Linked DNA regions of Lactuca sativa: region 1 is linked to region 2. A link is a contact called in public Hi-C data. All regions are on one chromosome and are shown on one strand. The core of a region is the stretch at or near the end of the contact, and the rest is flanking DNA. Distances in the headings are between cores, read along the strand shown. Region 1 holds the start of LOC111905759 (enolase 1, chloroplastic). Region 2 holds the start of LOC111915640.

Region 1 (2,700 bases), core at 22-2,521, 430 kb before region 2:
AAACATTTGAATTAGATTTTTGTGGTGGGAAAAAATTAATAAATCAATAAGCTATTTTTTTTAAAAAATGTTTGTCTTAACTTAATGGTATTTTAAGATAATATTGACTTTTACAACTCAAAAAGTCATAAGGAATTTAGAAAAATTACAAATTCTAACTTCTTAAAATCTCATTTTTAAAGGGTTAAGGAGAAATTGTTTTTAAAAGTCTTTTTCGTTTTGCCAAAGACTTTTTATGACTTATTGACTTTTCAAAAAACCAATAAGTTAATAAGTTGTTTTGAAATTTGAAATCCCAAACACCCTCTAAATAATAATCCTAATTTGATAAACATTTTTAATTAAAAAAAATTATAAACAATAATGTATTCTTTCAATCTTTCTATATAAAATTAAGGGAAAACTTTAGAAAAACCCAACATATTTTTATCAAATGCTTAAAAAAACCACTATATTATTTTTTAATGCATTAAAACCCTTATATATTCTGAAAGTATTATTTAAGTCTTTTTGACCTTAGCAAAACTCGATCTATTTTCATCTAAGCATTAAAAAAACCACTATATTATTCTTCTAGCACATCAAAACCCTTATATTTTTTTTGAAAATTTTTAATCTAATGGATTGTAACCAGTTGAGAATCGATTACACAACATTTTTTTTTTGTTATTTAGGGTTTACTAGATTTAAAACCTTAAATTAGACATTTTAAAAAATATAAAGATTTTAACATAAAAGAATATAGTGTTTTTTCTAAACATTTGATGAAAATATGTTTTTCTAAGGTTTTTCCTAAAATTAAATAATAAAATCATGAGTAAATTATACAAATGGTCCTTATGGTTTAGGGTAATTTGCACGTTTGGTCTCTAACTTATTTTTTTAACTCGGAAGATCCCTACTGTTTGTTTTTGTTACACGCTTGGTCCCTGTCTTACCTAAAAAAACTATTTTTTCCTTGATTATTTATTTATTTAAATAAAGACACCCCCAACTGCACTCCCTTTATTTTACCTTACCTACTCTACTATTTTTTTCTATTTAAATAATAGTCTTGTTAGGTAAGACATAGACCAAACGCGTAACAAAAACAAACGGCAGAGACTTTCTGAATTAAAAAAATAAGTTAGAGACCAAACTCGTAAATTACCCAAAACCATAGGGACCATTCATGTAATTTACTCTAAAATCAGATACAATCTTAATAAAAAATAAAACTATTTCCACGTGAGTGGGAGAGTATTTTATACAGGTTGGTTCGCTTTTGGCTTTTCAGACCCAAGATCGCCACCTAACAACTAACACCAAAAGCCGTTAAGACTTAAAAAAAACACTCTTGCGATCGCCGCCCCCAACGGCGGACTTCCCATATTCATCCTCCATTGATATACTCATATACCCATCCTTCCTGCTTCCTTACACCATTTCTCGATTCTCTCACTTTCTCTAGACTTCCAGCTTCTTACAATGGCATTAGCACCTCACGCCACCTCACTCTCAAAATCCTTCTTCTCTTCCAAACCCTCAATATCGTCATCATCAACTACTCCGCTTGTTAACCTACCGAACACCTCCCATAAATCTCGTAGGCAGTTCGTTGTTCGCAACTCCGTTACGATTGCTCAGCCACCGTCCATTTCGTCGACTAAATCATCCACTGTCAAATCGGTGAAGGCGAGGCAGATCATTGACAGCAGGGGAAATCCGACGGTGGAGGTTGATCTCGTTACTGATGATCTTTACCGATCAGCTGTCCCTAGTGGAGCATCCACTGGAATTTACGAGGCGTTGGAGCTCAGAGACGGTGATAAGAACGTCTATGGTGGCAAAGGAGTTCTTAATGCTGTTAAGAATATCAACGAGGTTTTGGGACCGAAGCTCATCGGTGTTGATGTCAGGTGAGAGTTTATTTCTCACATGCTCATTACAGTGTACATATAGCTCTAAAAAACGATTAATTCCTCAAATTTGCAAATTCTATGATCAATTACAGTGTACATATAGCCCTAATTAAGCTTCCTTTTACTAAAGTTGAGATCATTGAAGTTTCTCTCCATTTTTTTCTACATCAAGGAATCAAGCTGATTTTGATGCCATCATGCTAGAGATTGATGGAACTCCAAACAAGTCTAAACTTGGAGCTAATGCGATCCTTGGAGTTTCTCTTAGTGTATGTCGAGCTGGTGCAGGAGCAAAAGGTATACCTTTGTACAAGCACATTCAGGAGATATCAGGAACGAAAGAGCTTGTTATGCCAGTTCCAGCATTTAATGTCATCAATGGAGGCAGCCATGCTGGAAATAATCTAGCAATGCAAGAATTCATGATACTTCCAGTAGGTGCATCTTCGTTTGCTGAAGCTCTGCAAATGGGTAGTGAAGGTCAGCATATTCCCCCCAAAAAAGTCATACAATATTATTCGTATATTAGCATTCTAACGTATGAATATGAATACAGTTTATCACACACTAAAGGGAATCATCAAAGCAAAGTATGGACAAGATGCATGCAATGTTGGAGATGAAGGTGGATTTGCTCCCAATGTTCAGGATAACAGGGAAGGACTCGTGTTGCTCATTGATGCAATTGAAAAAGCTGGTTACACCGGAAAGGTAAATGACATTAATACCCTCCATGTTCCACCTTATTCACCTTTTCTAAAGAAGGAAATTTGCAGATTAAAATAGGGATGGATGTTGC
Region 2 (2,700 bases), core at 123-2,622:
ACGCGCGCTTCCAAAATCCATCAATACAGCGAGAGGTGGTTGACCTTTACGATGTGTTAAAAGGACATTTCCTGGTTTCACATCGTTATGCGCGTATGGAGGGTCAAGAGAATGCAAATGCTTCAGTCCTGCACACAACTGCAACCCAAATCCTACAATTAGACCCCTTAGACCCTGACAGGACAGAACAGGTTGTACTGACAGGATAGGACAGGACAGAACAGATTGTACTGTATTTGCATTGCAATGGACAAAAATTACAGTTTTTTATATTTACAAAAAACAGAGAGTGAGAATTCTAGATGCATAACGGTTGCTGGTTACCTGTCGGAAAATATGAAGAACATCAGATGTAGAAAAAAATTGTTTTTTAGATTTCATTGTTGTTGAATTGTCCAACAAAGTCCCATCCAGATGAACTGGAAACAACAGGTATGCTTCATGTGTCCAAGGTTGTTCCGGTGTGGCCTGTCCAACAAAACAGAATCATGTTAATGGATAACATTTTATTTGTTCGATCACACTCAACAGATTTTCATAAAGTGAATGAAAAAAGTCGATGATTTTATATGATCATAGATCTGATTGCGTATAGAAGTAAGCTACCTTTACTGGAATAATGGCATGATCCAACAATGGCAGCAGATTTGGGTGGCTAAACAAGGCGGATACACGGATCTCTTCCTTCACCAACTCCAGCTGATCATTATTCTGAATCAAAACTTTCTTCATCGCATACGTTCCATCCTCTGGGGATCAAATTAATTCGTAACTATAACGAAATCAACGAATGCAATGCGGATACTTTGAAACCCTAGAAATGGAATCTCAGATTGTGGGATTTGTATTTACCGGCGATGTGAGAGGGGTCTTTGAACTTCTTAGAGACGCCACCGCCGGAAGCGTCGGTGAAGGCCTCCCTAACAAGGAAGACGTAGGCAAAACCACCCTCGCCGAGCTGGCGGACGATCTTGAAGCGGTTGTCGTTGATCCAAACATCAGCGCCTCCGTTAACGGCGTCGTATAGGGCGTTTAATCCTGAAAAAGAACACCCCATTTCCTAGCTCAGTTATTGGTAAATGGCGATGCTCTCCCGTAAAGAGCAAACCCCTCTCCCTCTGTCTGTACTCCCCGAAAAGATTGCCGGAAGGAATGAATCTTCGATATTAAGGAGTTCGTGGGTTTCTGTGTGTTGACATAAGAACAGATCATGGGATATCTGGAGCTGATTGTAAATCGAGTAGAATTCACACAATCATGGCGATTGATCAATTCTTGTTGAATGGGAAGGGTTAACTAGGTGAAAAACTAAAAAAGAAAATTGATGTGAAAAACTAATAAAGATGATTAGGGTGTTCTTTCAGATTATCACAAATATTCGACAAGATTTTTCACCTAATAAAATAATTGGATTAGGGTGTTTTTTAGATAATCTTTTTCACGTTATTTAAGTTTAAAGGTTGTTTTAGATTATTTTTTTTATCAAAATATGTTATTGATTTATTAGATTTTTAAAAAGTCCAATTATAGCTCGACATGCTCTTAAATGCTTTTTAAATGACATTTTAACATACTTGAAGATAGAGGTTTTTAATCTTATCTTTTTTAATGAATTTGGCTTTTTAAATTGAAAATGATAATATTACTGTAATGAACACTCTAACCTTATCTTTTCCTTCTCTCTATTCTTTCCATGAATTTTTTAGTCATTTTACAATTAAAATGTTTTTGCAATCATAAAAACTAATTTAAACATTAAAAAAAAAAAACTAATTTTATCAAAACCATAATGTCAATAAATATTTATTTTCCAAAATCATTTTTAGACTTCAAAATGCAATCTCAAACACCCCCTAAATGTTTTTACCATTATTTAGATAAATGAACAGTGATGGTTACCGGTTAGTTGTGGCGGATTTATTCATTCTATATGTATGTTTTAAAACTTTCACCGAATACAAAAAAACTGAAAAACTAAAAACTTCCAGCTTTGATATCTCGACTTTGGAGGACTGTAAGTCAATGAATATAAAACTAAAAATGAAAAATTTATAGTCTAGAATCATGTACAAACTCTAAACTACATGTTAGAAAAAACCGTATGTCAATTGAAGTTGAAACGAATAAAATATGCATTTTTTAAACGTTTCATAAAAACCGGTTTCGGCCCTAAAAGTGGTTCCGGTTCCAAAAACCGGTTCCGATTTCTAGACCCGGTTTACCCGGACCCGATGGACCCAAACCCGGATTACCCGGAACCCGGATAAAACTAATTTTTAAACCCGGAACCGGACCCGATTCTATATATTCCGGTTCTAACGGTTCCGATTCCGGTCCGGTTTTCCGGTTCTAAATCTCATCCCTAGTGGTGACTCATATCATATTTTCATTGTCATTGCTGATGAGGAGGTAAACCCGTAGGATTTTTTTTTTTTTACTAGCATTGTACATTATTTTTTTGGAAAATCTACCAAAATATATTATTTCTGCATAAATTTAGAGTTGGTTACTAAGTTGGATTAGTGTAAAAGCCATCCTTTTAATTGTTATTGTCTTGATGGTCTATTTGTGATGTTTATGTTGAATTTTAGTTTTATGAAATCATTCTATTGTGATCATAGTATATGTTTACTACTTTAGTTGTTTAGTTGAAAAAAAAATCCAGAATCTCATGTTACACAAATTAGACCACAATAAATT

The links. A called contact is a pair of places that touch in the nucleus more often than the background predicts.
Region 1: a Hi-C map of leaf shows a contact between it and region 2, with 4 times the contacts expected there. The contact joins the promoter of LOC111905759 here to the promoter of LOC111915640 in region 2. A contact is called at or near these places in 2 of 4 Hi-C or Micro-C datasets (bud and leaf).

Annotation. Positions count from the first base shown.
Region 1 is chr5:56,700,621-56,703,320 of Lsat_Salinas_v11, reverse strand. It overlaps LOC111905759 (enolase 1, chloroplastic), which reads left to right and starts at 1,271. Exons shown (of 7, transcript XM_023901501.3): 1 at 1,271-1,898; 2 at 2,074-2,381; 3 at 2,458-2,612; 4 at 2,678-2,700. The coding sequence starts at 1,468.
Region 2 is chr5:56,266,210-56,268,909 of Lsat_Salinas_v11, reverse strand. It overlaps LOC111915640, which reads right to left and starts at 1,372. Exons shown (of 6, transcript XM_023911280.3): 1 at 853-1,372; 2 at 607-749; 3 at 325-468; 4 at 1-138. The coding sequence starts at 1,057.